Regions from separate parts of the Zea mays genome. Here regions 2, 3 and 4 are each linked to region 1. A link is a contact called in public Hi-C data. All regions are on one chromosome and are shown on one strand. The core of a region is the stretch at or near the end of the contact, and the rest is flanking DNA. Distances in the headings are between cores, read along the strand shown. Region 1 holds the start of LOC100279580 (1-aminocyclopropane-1-carboxylate synthase3). Region 2 holds the start of LOC100280578. Region 3 holds the start of LOC103638140 (serine/threonine-protein phosphatase 2A 65 kDa regulatory subunit A). Region 4 holds the start of LOC103638138 (histone H1-like).

What was found. Hi-C and Micro-C count contacts between places; a contact is called where the count stands out from the background.
Region 2: a contact with region 1 is called in a Hi-C map of leaf, with 9 times the contacts expected there. The contact joins the promoter of LOC100280578 here to the promoter of LOC100279580 in region 1. A contact is called at or near these places in 5 of 25 Hi-C or Micro-C datasets (bundle sheath, ear and leaf) and 2 of 3 datasets of contacts at active chromatin or transcription factors (leaf and seedling).
Region 3: a Hi-C map of leaf shows a contact between it and region 1, with 6 times the contacts expected there. The contact joins the promoter of LOC103638140 here to the promoter of LOC100279580 in region 1. A contact is called at or near these places in 3 of 25 Hi-C or Micro-C datasets (ear, leaf and tassel).
Region 4: a Hi-C map of endosperm shows a contact between it and region 1, with 5 times the contacts expected there. The contact joins the promoter of LOC103638138 here to the promoter of LOC100279580 in region 1. A contact is called at or near these places in 3 of 25 Hi-C or Micro-C datasets (bundle sheath, endosperm and leaf).

The regions. Positions count from the first base shown.
Region 1 is chr9:25,865,460-25,868,693 of Zm-B73-REFERENCE-NAM-5.0, forward strand. LOC100279580 (1-aminocyclopropane-1-carboxylate synthase3) reads right to left here and starts at 1,481. Exons shown (of 4, transcript NM_001152577.2): 1 at 599-1,481; 2 at 349-501. The coding sequence starts at 1,084.
Region 2 is chr9:25,649,296-25,652,529 of Zm-B73-REFERENCE-NAM-5.0, forward strand. LOC100280578 reads left to right here and starts at 1,473. Exons shown (of 3, transcript NM_001153497.2): 1 at 1,473-1,545; 2 at 1,638-1,874; 3 at 1,976-2,393. The coding sequence starts at 1,543. The coding sequence ends at 2,218. LOC100273963 (BBR/BPC transcription factor) reads right to left here. Exons shown (of 3, transcript NM_001148350.1): 3 at 2,518-3,234. The coding sequence ends at 2,901.
Region 3 is chr9:26,083,372-26,086,605 of Zm-B73-REFERENCE-NAM-5.0, forward strand. LOC103638140 (serine/threonine-protein phosphatase 2A 65 kDa regulatory subunit A) reads right to left here and starts at 1,785. Exons shown (of 13, transcript NM_001347218.1): 1 at 1,638-1,785. It overlaps LOC100273408 (AAA-type ATPase family protein), which reads right to left. Exons shown (of 13, transcript NM_001147845.1): 13 at 2,825-3,175. The coding sequence ends at 3,059.
Region 4 is chr9:25,714,856-25,718,089 of Zm-B73-REFERENCE-NAM-5.0, forward strand. It overlaps LOC103638138 (histone H1-like), which reads right to left and starts at 1,513. Exons shown (of 2, transcript NM_001308055.1): 1 at 1,177-1,513; 2 at 371-1,059. The coding sequence starts at 1,434. The coding sequence ends at 610.

The DNA.
Region 1 (3,234 bases), core at 231-2,730:
ACTTCACTTTGATATTTTCTCCAATTCAATTATTAACTGATACTGTTGTCTGGTTGAGGTACCTCTGCCTAGGATGATCCCCTAAACGAAAACAGCACCCTAAAAAGTGCCAATACAACAGACACTGCTTGTCGGAGAGGAAAGGAACAATCCATCATATTACTCCACAGGATGAATGAAGCAGTATCGCATCCTAAAGTAGTGAAGATTGGCAAACTTTTTCATGGTCGATGTAACCGAGGCGTCGGCAGCACAGCAAGAATAGGGGATGTGTGTGTTTTTTTAGGGACGGGGGATCAAACAAAAAGAAAGAAAAAGGGCGATTCAGAGCGGGATCCGTTAGCCTACCATCTTCAAGGCAAGTATCCCATCGTAGGGCTGGTAGGTTGCGAGCCCCCTGATGGTGAGGTCCCTGACCTCGTCCCCGGCTGCCGCGAGGCCGTCCAGCATCGCCGCCCCCGCGTGCTCCTCCATCCACCGCCCCACCAAATCCAGCGACAGCTGCGCGCGCGCGCGCGGAGTCAGGCGGGCCATCCATCAGTACAGAAAAATCAGGGAAGCGGATAACAAAATAGAGTATCCATGAGACGATCCGTACGTGGTTCTCGGCGAGGCCGAGGTTGACGACACCGTCGGGGTTGGACGCGGGGTGGTAAGGGTCGGCGGCGCACCGACGGAGACCGGCGTAGTAGAGCGAGTCCTCGTCCCCGGCCCGCACGACGGCCCCGCGCGCGGAGAGCGACGGCAGCGCGGCGCGCGGCGTGAGGAGGCCCCGCGAGTGGGAGCGGAGGATCGGGGAGGCGGCCGCGGGCGGCGGGGAGCCCGGCGCCGGCGCCGGCGCCGGCGCCGGCGCGGGGCGGTTGCGCTTGATGTAGAGCTGGAAGAAGTAGAAGAGCGCGCAGGGGATGAGGGAGCCGAGCACCAGGCCGCCCCGGCCCTGCACCACCCCCTGCAGCGGCACCACGATGCGCATCCCGCCGTCGGCGCGCGGCCGCGGCCGCGGGTCGCGTGACGGCTTCCTCTTCGTCCTCGTCGCGCGGGATGTCGCGTGGCCGTCGTCGTCGCCGTCGCCGCCGTCCCTCATGGGCGCGGCGGCAGCCCGTGCCGCGGCGTCGTGGTGTGGAGCGCGCGCCGGCGCCGGGGCGGCGGCAGCATAGGCGGGTGGTGGGAGGGAGGCGGGATTGGGTTGGCGCGGGCGGGGGGATTTGCGGGTTTGGGTGGGGGCCAATTCGCGCGGGGCTGGGTGGTGACTGGTGGCCGTCTGGCTCTGGCCGAGGCCGGACGGAGGGGGGAACACGCCGGGTTTGGCGTCTTGCTTGCCGCTTCTGGCGGCCCGCGGCCGAGTGGTGGAGTGGGGTGAAATGGGAAAGGAGCGAGTCCCGCCTCCCGTGATCCCGTCCCGTCCGTCCCTTGATTTGAGCGAACCACGAAACGGACGGAAGCAGCGGCTCAGGTCAGGTGGGGCATCCTCTCCATTGATCTGGCCAATAACTGTTTTCAAATACTAGATCTCTGCAATGGCGATCTCTCTCGTTTTTTTTTTGCACTAGTTACGGCGCGCTCGACCCAGGAAGCCAAGCACTCCAAGTTACGGCAGTGGTTTTCTAAAGTTGCTTTAACCAGCAAATCCGAGTGGCCCGTGCTGCCTGCCTTGCCGCAGCCGCCAACGCCACGCCAGGGCCAGGCGAGGCGAGGCCGGCCGTGTCAACGTGCCGTCCGCCCGGTCTTGCACTGTCACACTGACACGCCACGCGACAGCGAGAGCTGCGAACGGACGAACAAGGGACAACTTAGCGAGGTAGCCCGGCGGCCCAGCCGAGAGCCGTGGCGGCCTCCGCAAGGAAAACAGCTGGAGGAGCTGAGCTGAGCTGAGCTCCGCTCCAGAACGGCAGAACTTGCCTAGGTCGAGACAATTGCCATTATGGAAGAAGAGAGAAGAGAATTCGATGAAATAGAGGCGTTGGTGTTGGCTTTTCTGTTTTGAAGACGCAGCTGACAGACTCTTCCGGATATGGACAACAGACGGAGATTTGGGTTTGGTGTCAACATTAAATTCACTCTGTGCTCACGCCGTCAAAAAGTCTGGCGCCGCCGTTTCTTGTTGACGCGGGCTGCATCCCCAATCCAAAAACCCTAGCCGCCATTTCGTGTTCACGCTGTCTGCTTCCCCAATCCAGGAACCTAGTCGCCTTTTCTCTGCTCCTCTGCGGATGGATCTTCCTCCGAGCCAAGTGGTTGACGATGTTGTAGAAGCGGCTCGTGCTGCTGCCGTCGCGGCTTCGGAGGCGAGATGCGTGGCCGTTGTTGCTGAGAAGGAGGCCAAGGCTGCGGTTCAGTTCGTCGTCATTGTCGTCGACAAGGTTGAAGCAGTTAAGGCCTCATCAAATGTGGTATGTATTATCAAACTCATACACTCCTATTTTTTGTTGCTAGAAAGGGTACAAGTAAACTGATAGGAAAATAATATATTCGTATGCCATGATTATCATCTGGTTGTTGCACAGGAAAATGTCGACTTCAAGTATCATGTGAACATAAAGAATTCGTTGAGATACGCTTCTTCTGAGCACTAATCCTCAGTCTCTTCTTGGGGGTGATCTTCTTAACTAGCCATTTCCTTGTCGGTGGTGGAGTCTGCTGGGTTGTTGCATCGGGCACTTGTGAAGTGATTTGTGCACCGAGTGAAACAGCTCCATCGTCATCTCTCTAATTTTCTCAGCCAAATCACACACATGAAGGTCTTTGTGGTCTTTAACCCAGTTATTAAAAACCTCAACCATGTTATTTGTGATGTAATCACATTTGATATCTTTGTTGAAACCACTCCTGTACCAAAGGAATTTGTGGTGTTGGTCTAAGTACTCAGCAATCTTATGAACATTTCTGACCTGGCTAACATGGTGTTCAAGTACATCCCTCCTATATGCCATAGCTGCTGGATACATGTGCTCTGAACCAGCATGGTGTTTCACATAGTTTCCCATTAAGTGTCTGAAGCATTTTCTTCTATCGGCATACGGAAAATATAATACATCATTTACAACATGCATCAGGCCTTTTTGTGCATCTGAACATATAGCAAGAAGTGTCATATCACCCACAACCTTTTTCAATTGTGTCATGAACCAAATCCAGTTGTCAACCGTCTGAGACTGGAAAAAGCCAAAAGATATTGGGTACATCCAATTGTGGCCATCTACACCAGTAGCTGATGCTAGATGTCTGTTCCATCTA
Region 2 (3,234 bases), core at 223-2,722, 220 kb before region 1:
GAAGCGAAGTCATATAAGGATCCTAGCGCGATAGAGTTGATAAAAACATAAAATAATTGGCCTCAAATGAATTATTACATCACACTTTGTAAATTTGTAAGTCAGAATTCCTTTGATCTATATAGTTAAATAAATTGTGCAAACATATAATTCTAATGTCTCATGGTTTGCAGGTTCTTATGCCATGGAGATACTCTACAGGCTATGTACTTTTCGTATTAATCATGCAAACAAATTTGTGTCTGTGTTTAATTTCACACCTACTCCAGAATGGTGCAAAGATATACCACTAAAAAGATTTTGGGAAACTATTCTTCTTATTTCGAAGAAATATAAGGTTACATACGGTGTCAAACGTATTGGATGGTCACATGACATTTATATGTGGTGACATTCAATTCGATCTGATGCTCCAATCGAATTAAAAGGGTAATTACTTAAAATTATTATGTCATATATATAGATGTTATGTTTATAATTTCATAATATAACAAAGTTGGCAACTTTTTCAGTCTTAATACTGGTCATTTTGCTCTGCACATTATGGAGTGGTGGGACAGTGGTTTAAGAGCGCAACTTAGTATGGTGAGAATAATAGCATATATGTAATTTGTAGTTAAGGATAATATTACTTATAACATTTCTTTACATGATGGTGCGACTCTGCGTAGGAATTTATTTATTGATCTGTTGACATACGAGAGGAACACTTCGATTTAACAGTCCTGGAAATATACAAGAGTACCTTGATCGTATTATGGAAAAAACTAGATGAAATAGATAGTTATGCTTATGTTTATTTTATATTTATTGATTTTGAATTTTTGCCATTAAATCTTCTTGTTAAATTTTATATAATACACTATCAGGTGAGTGTCCGTGCGTTACAGGCCTGAGTTTCTCTTTGATATCATTCCGGATGGCTTGTGGATATTGTCATCCATCTCATAATCGTATAACACATATTTGTATATATAAGTTATCGAGATATTATATGTTCCAGATGCAATGCATGGACACTGACCTATCTTATATAATACACTAGGTGAGTGCACGTGCGTCACAGGCCCGAGTTTCTCTTCGATGTCATCTCGGACAGCTCATATATGTCATCCTTTATCTCATAATTATATAACACATATGTGCATATATAAGTTATTGAGATATTATATGTCCCCGTTGCAACACACCGATACTGACCTAGTATTTAAATAAGATGAACGGCAAAGGAATTATTTTAACCGAGAAAATAACTCATACGGCCTGCATAATTACTCGGGAATTCTACTTAATTACACAAATGTTTGGCTGAGTTTTTAGGGTTCAGTCGGGTCCACTAAAGCGTGGCCCAACAGCCTGTGGGACCAACACGGCCCATACCCGCCTTCCAGAAGATTCGTCTACGCCTTCTCCCTGGAAAATTGCTTAGGGTCGCACAGCACAGACCGGAAGCACATCGCCCACCCACCCGCTGCGTCCCGCTCACCAAGTCACCACTCACCAGCCTTGCTGCGCGCGTCCTCCCACCCGCCGCCCGTAGCCATGGTGAGCCTTCTCTCCCGCCGCCCGACCTGTGTGCTATCCTATCCTATTCGTATCCCGTACTGACGGCGTCGACGCGCGGATGGCTGTGGCAGTCGGTGACGCTGCACACGAACCTGGGCGACATCAAGTGCGAGGTGTTCTGCGACCAGGTGCCCCGCACGGCGGAGAACTTCCTGGCCCTCTGCGCCAGCGGCTACTACGACGGCACCGTGTTCCACCGAAACATCAAGGGCTTCATGATCCAGGGCGGCGACCCCACCGGCTCCGGCAAGGGCGGCTCCTCCATCTGGGGCACCAAGTTCGCGGACGAGTTCAGGGAGTCCCTCAAGGTTGGTTGGTCTTCTTTTCGGTTGATGATTTGGTTGGGTCTTTCTGCCCTCTGCTCTGTGTCTGACGACGAAACGAATTTTTGTTTTGCTGGGTGGTGCAGCACAACGCACGGGGGATCATGTCGATGGCCAACAACGGGCCCAACACCAACGGCAGCCAGTTCTTCATCACCTACGCCAAGCAGCCGCACCTCAACGGCCACTACACCGTCTTCGCCAAGGTCATCCACGGCTTCGAGGTCCTCGACCTCATGGAGAAGGCGCAGACCGGCCCCGGGGACAGGCCGCTCGCCGAGATCAGGCTCAACCGCGTCACCATCCACGCCAACCCGCTAGCCCTCTGAACTACTACTGCCTTCCACCTGCTCCTGCAGTCCTGTCCCGTGGCCTTATTAATTACTATTATTACTCATGGAAATCAGGATGAGGAGAGTAATTTCGCGAGGACACTTTTGATTGATTTTGAAACATGGATCTGTAGCTCTCTAAACACTTGTAGTTGTAGAGCTCTAAAAAAAACTTTAGATTCTCATTTCTGAACAACTTCAGATTTGCGAGTTCTGTTTCTGGGTATCCTAGAGACTATAGTTCTGCGAATAATTCAGCAGCAGACACCACCTTTTTTGTGTATCTGTCTGGATTTCTGGAACGTCGGCTTCAGATCAACGGCGGCCATGATACTGAAGCCAACTATATACAGTAGACCTTCAACTACCACCACTCGACTCGAATCCAGATGTCAAACTGTACAGCTATCACGCGACGAATACTTCTGAGCTACAATTACACATGGATTCTCGCGGACTTCAGCACTCCAGCTCGCGAGCACAGTTTACTAGTCCAGCACAATGGAGGGGAGAACCTACAACGCTGTGGTTTCATGAACGCAGAAGTGCTCCATCCACTACAAACCAATGGCATTACAGAGCATAGCAAAAGAGAGGGTTTAGGGGATGCAGGGCAAGGCGACGTTTGTGTGATCTCTCCCCCCTTCCAGGCTCAGGCTTCAACGTGGCCGCCGGCTGGCTACCGGATGGTGATGTACCGGTTCGTGCCATGCTTGGCCCAGTGGTCCTTGAGGTCCACCGGAGTCGAGAGGTCATGACCTTCTGCTGCCAGCCGGCTGAGCAGCTTCGCGAACGCGCCCCCGCTCATCTTCCTTCCCCCCATGCGAGCGTGGCGCCTGTTGGGCATCACCGGGAGCGGGTGCATGGACATGTTCATGGTGCAGCAAGACGACTGCCACCCACCACTGCCCCATTTGTAGCATTGGTGGAGCTCCCCTGTGCATGAGCAGGCAGGCGCGGGCATGGTTGACTCGTCGAACACCACCTGGTTCAGGCCGAGATCCTGGTCCTTC
Region 3 (3,234 bases), core at 535-3,034, 220 kb after region 1:
GGCACTAACAACAACTTGGACTCCAACAGTTAAGCCCTAAATCATATATTTTAGTAAATAAATTACATTACATTATTAGGAAAGAAAAGATTAAGGATAGGACGTGAAAGGGCCTCTAGCTGAGTTGGTTAGGTGGTCTGAGTAGCACTCCTCAGGTCCTGGGTTCGACTCCCCCGTGGGAGCGAATTTCAGGTTGTGGTTAAAAAAATCCCCTCGTTTGTCCCACGCCAAAGCACAGGTCTAGGGCTCAGCCCCGGCCGTGGTCGTTCTCACATGGGCTTCGATGCCGCTGTGTATGGGTGGGGCAAGGGTTCGGGGGTTTTCTCGACCTGTGTGAGAAGGTCTTCTTAATACAATGCCCGGGGGCTGTCTTACCCCCCGCAGGTCGAGTTTTAAGATTAAGGATAGGACACTAATCTGGGGTGTAATATATTTGGGTCACTTCATGGTGTGCCCTATATTTTTTCGTAAAAGATTGTAAAATAGGCACTGTTGGAGCTGTTTTTATGAGTTGAGCCCTATATTTCAAAATAGTGCACTGATTTAAGGCACCGTTAGAGATGCTCTAGACAAATAGAAGCAGAATAGAAACAAACGTTTGGTTAAAATATACAAAAAAAAAGATCTCTGATGCCATAACCAAAGAAATAGATGCACCAAACTATTGCAAACTTATATAACTAAAAGTTCCCTGGGATTGGCTTTCTTGAACAACACAAGAATACTACTGTCATACACATGATCCAAATAAAATTAACAAATTCATGTTGACAAGTAGAACATCACAGATTACTTCGAAGAGTCAAATATTCCATAACATCATCTATGGAGGTGAGTCTCAACTACCCAATTAAAAATGACATGGCCTTCAGTTCAAACGATAATAATTGGTTGATCCAGCAAAAAAAAAAAATGCCCCGCAAAGATGCCTATTAAATATGGTTCCAGGAAAGAAACAACATCACTTGGCATCCGAGCATTCTGAGAAATTGAATCAAGTTCAGGCAAATGCTCCAAGTAAAATTTGGCATGAATTGATCTGGTCGTTTGGGGTCCCCAGGGGGTTCTATTTATAGATTTCCTCTTGTTTGTTTGCTTTTCATTCTCACTCAGGCGGCATGGAGAAGATGTTTCTGAAATCTGATCTATGTAACGACATATTCAGCTCCAGAATTAAATTTGCACGTTCGCGGATCCTGAATAAATGAGCGAATTTCGATACGACGAAACGAGGTGAATAGCTGATGCGCACAACGAGACGGGCAACAGACGCCACACGCGATCTACTCATCTACGACACACCACGAGCAACGGTTGATCCAAATCACTAGCTACCGACGTACCTAGCAACCAACGCCACACAGCCTCCGATCCGCGAGAAGAGAACTCAGACTAGGGCGTCGCAATCATTACAAAACCAGCGCAATCGACCAAACAACAGCCCAGATCTAGGAGGGGAACCACACGTGAACGCGCGAATGAAGAAGGCCTGAGCTCCAGACCGACGACGGTAGCAGCGGCGGCGGTATTGAGGGTGCGGGCGTGGCGATCGGAGGTGGTCGAGCGAGCGGGGTGAGGGGCGCAGATCTAGCTGTGGAAGGAGGGGGAGGGAGAAGAGGAGCAGGATCTGAACTGACCTCGCGGGGTCTGGATCGGGCTCTTGCCCGGCTGCTTCGCCGACGGCGTGGGGGTCCGGAGAGGGGGCAGGGTAGGAACGCCCGAGGCGTCGCCGCTGAGAGAAGGGGGCGGGGCGAGGAGCGAGCTGGCGCTGCAGAATGCGACGGGGGAGGAGGGGACGCAGTGGATGTCGAGGCCTGTGGGGCGTGCGAAGTGGGCCTGGGCCTGAAAGGGCGGTCGACCCGTTCTCAGATACGATCCGCTCTTGTTAGTCCTATGGACGGGAGGGAGACTTCGCTTGGGGTTGGAGCCCAGGAAAAACTCAGGCGGCATGGAGGCCCAGCACCCGTCTCACTGGCAAAGTGGCAATACGCAGAGGCGGCAGAGCACTGCGCGTCGAGCAGTGCCTGCATCTCGCCACGTTTAGCTTCTTGAGTTGCAGGACAAGGGGCCATGTCCAATGATTATTTTTGCACTGTAGACAGACTACTGTTTATAGAGTAGAGGCGAAATAGAAGATGAGTAAACTGCTAGAAATAGCCTAATCTGCGTTTGGTAGCACACCTAAACACCCTTTCAACCCCCTCCCCCACAACAATTTGGACACAAACGTGTCCGCACCCGTCATTATTGGGGTTTGCCTAGGGGCTGGAGCAACAAATCGGCCGACAGCCGGCTCCGTGCCTCAAGCTTGCAGCGACACCACCCTAAATTTCAACTGTTTGTTAAAATATATACGAGTCATTAAGCATGTAGGTTTTGTGTTTGTCTTTTTACACAACGACGATACTTCGATTTCGCCCTCGGCGGCCCAGAGCAGCTATGGGCTAATAATAACACATATACGAGTCATTAAGCATGTAGGTTTTGTGTTTCTTTTTACACAACGACGATACTTCGATTTCGCCCTCGGCGGCCCAGAGCAGCTATGGGCTAATAATAACACATATACGAGTCATTAAGCATGTAGGTTTTGTGTTTCTTTTTACACAACGACCGGCTTGTTCGCTGCGGCTTGCTGCGGCTGCAATCCGGCTGCGGCTGCGGCTTCTACAGTATTTTTCTCTCTATGGATTGCAGCTGCAGCAGTCCAAACAGCTGCAACAGTGTCGGCTTGCAGCCTGCCGAACACGCCCGACGATACTTCGATTTCGCCCTCGGCGGCCCAGAGCAGCTATAGGCTAATAATAACACACACTAGAGGTTTGTTTTTTTAAATAACTTGGGCAGCGGCATTTCAATGGGTATACATATAGGGCTGTTCCCAGCATTATATTGTACCTTCTGCTTCTGTTGAAGACGCGCTGTCCAGACTGAGGACGCATCGATGGCCGATGGGCGCGTGTGTGTGTGTAAGCCACCATGTGTGTGTGAGACATAAATCATGTACATCTGGAAATAGGGCCGCTTGATCATCATCATCAGGCAGCGCGCGTCTCCGTCAGCTCGAACCGAATTCCTCGTTCCAGTTCTCCAGCTCGTCCCATTTGCTCTTCTGCAAGCTTGGCCTGATCACCGTCATCGCGTTCTTGAAGTCCTCGTACCTCAAAGGTCGCAGCTGGAGATACGAGATTAGAAACCGAGGGTTAAGTGCTTCGTACACTGACATTCCAAAGT
Region 4 (3,234 bases), core at 263-2,762, 150 kb before region 1:
TTATCATTAGAATTATAAGTAAAGTCGTCATCAGAGCTGGTCTACTGTAAATCTTAGATTTAGATCCATTTTTAATGGTATTAGCAGAGTAGCCCCTCGGTCAAAATCTAGATCCAAATTTACCGTTTTTATTAACGAAGTCCTCCCAAACATGCCGTCATTACGGTGAAACTGAAGTAGAAAAGACCGGGAGTCACAATGGGTGAAGGGTGTTCATTGGCAACGACGAAATCGTGAACATACTCCACTCACTACAGAACCCAACCTCCACCACATCCTCGCCCAGAAGCCGAAGATGATGAGCCAGTTCCAGTGATCGAACTAACCAACACGATAACCACAAGACTGCACTGATAATGGATCATGGATGTTTCATCAAGGAAGCTAGAAGCGCGCGCTTTATTGCCATGAGCGCATCACACCAGACTAGTTATTTACAAAACTCTGCCACACGGCGGAACAGAGCGCCCGATCGATCGGGCCGGCGGAGACGACGACCACAACATCATCACGACTACGACGCTGCTAGTACTTGCAACTCCTACTGCTACTACCGGCTAGTATAATACACGGAGGCGCGCGCGGGGGGACCAGGACGGCCGCCGCTAATCAGGCGCTGGCCTTGTTGACCTTCTTGCCGGCACCGGAAGCGGCGGCGCGGGCTGGCTTGGGCTTGGGCTGCGCGGGCGCCGGGGCCACCTTCCTCGCTCGCTTCGCGCGCACCTTACGTGCCTCCCTCGACGGCGCCGAGGCAGCGGCCGCCGGCTTCATCTTGGCCGGCGCGGCGGCCCTCTTGCGCTTGGCCATTCCCGCCGACGCCTTCTTCTTCGCCTTCGCGGCCGCGGAGGGCTTCCTCTCCTCGGCGGCGGCGAGCTTGAAGGAGGCCTTGACCTTGACGAGGCGGCCCTTGGCGGCGAAGCCGCGCAGCTGCACGGCCAGCACCTTGCGGTAATTGGGCGGGAGCACGTCCCGGTGCTTCTCCCCCATGTGCTTGGCGATCGCGTACGGGCTCGCCCCGACCTTCCCGCCGTCCTGCGACAGGATCGCCTCCTTGATCATCTGACCTCGATCACCCCAGGTCCCCAGCAGACACAGCGACCGATCATCAGAATGAGAATCCAAGCACGGATGAGTAACCGACAAGACGACGACGACGACGACGGCATCTTTGCTCACCTCGAAATAGGGCGGGTGGTGCAGCCCGGCGGACTTGGGCTTCCTGCTCCGCGGCTTCCTCGCCTTCTTCTCCTTCTCGGCGGCGGGGTCGGCCTTCTTCTCCTTCTCGGCGGCGGGGTCGGCCTTCTTCCTCTCGTCACCCTCCTCGTCGGGCTTCTTCCCCTCCTCCGGCTTCTCCACCACCTCCTTCGCCGCTTCCGGCGCCGGCTCCTCGGAGACGGTGACGACCGGAGCAACTTCCTCAGTTACGGTTGCCATGACCAGAAATCAGTGATCACTCTCCGTCAGTGTGCGTCTGACGCAAGCGGTTGCTCCTACTCGGTACTCGCTGTGACGAGTGATCGGTGGTCCGTGGCGCCGTATTTGTAGCCTCCGACGGCGCGATCCGATTGGCCGCCCGCGGCCGCCCGCGGATCAGCATCCTCGGTCGGTGCATCCGGAGCGTACACGTGGCCGCGCGATGCGGTCGCCTGCCCCCACCCCGCCCGACGCACCGATGGTTCTCGACTTCTCGCGCGGCCTCGCGTGGACGGACGCCTCGGCTCCAGGAGGGTGTGTTTTCGCGTGTTTTTGGGTGGGTGGTTTGGAAGACGAATTCTGCATGACTTTCAGTGATTTGGTTGGGGAATTTCGAGTTCCGCTGGAATTCAAAGTCAGATGGGTGCTGGGGATTTGGAAATTGGAAAGATGACTTTGATTTGTGGGATAAATTTTGAGGTTTGTGAAAGGGTGTGTTTTTTGTGTTTGTGCTGGGATGGGGGCTCAAGGTTTGTACGGGTTGGGTAGAGGTATCGCTATGAGTATGACAATAAGTGGTGCTCTTCGATGCCGAGATCATACAGTGGAGTCTGAAACCGTGAATGAGATAAAAAAAAATTACTACTTATAGACAAGTTAGACTGCCATTCCGTGATTCCATGTTCTGTGACTTTTTCCATCCCTTCTCTCCGTACATTCATGTTCTTTCTCATTCCCCCTTCCATCACTTCTCTCCGTACATTCATGTTCTTTCTCATTCCCCCTCCTCGCGTACATCTCACGCCTATCTAAAATTAAATTTAAAAAAACACAAATAGCACCCAAGGGTATTCGAACCCACAACCCACCAAGCAAGTGTGCTCATAGCTACCACTACACCACATCCACATGTGTGTTTCTGTCTACATCTATTACAGCATCTCTTCCAAACTCACTTGCTACCCTCACACAATGTGCAGTAATAGATAAGTATCACCGAGATTCTTGATTTAGATTTTTGGATGAAGGAAGTAGTATTTAAAGAAGAACCTTGCATGCAATTTCTTTTGTTTGAATAATGTTTTCAACTTAAATTCCTTTTTTGCATGTGTGACATTTATCCTCCGTAATATTTTTCCATGGATCTGACTTGTGAGTCATTTTCATAAACCAACGCCAAAGATGAATCCATGTTTCACATTGGAAATCCCGAACAAACACCACTAGCAGGAGGCGCTCGCGTTGGCGTCGCTCATCGACGACGAGAAGAAGCTTGGCGACTGCCAGTTCAACCTCTGCAAGCAGTCCTACGTGGCCGCATGCGCTGCTGTATACGACAAGCTCCAGCGCAGCCGCCGCTTGGACGCGGTCCAGAGTGGCTGCACCGCACTGTCCGTCGTCAAACAAGGGGACCTCATGGTCGTCGCCAACTCCAGCGACTCTCGGGTTGTTCTGGGCATCGCATCCGACGACGGCGCCATCACACCGTCCAGTTCATCATCCACCTGAAGCCCAACCTGCCACGTAAGTCGCTACTGACATGCCATGAATTCTTGTGCGCTGGGACGACGACCGTTGCTGACGTTGTGTGAGTGTCCTCGAACAAGATGTATGTAGAGGAGTAGCACATCCGGTGGTGCAACGACCAGGTGTACTACCTCGCTGATGAGTCCGGGATGCACTTCGTTTGGCAGCCCAGCCAAGAGTCATCGGTACTCGTTATGTCGCGTGCGTTTAACGACTACTATATCAAGGATTGTGGCGTCATCTCGGCGCCGGAGGTGACGTAGAGGATGACCGACAGCAATGACCACTCGCCAT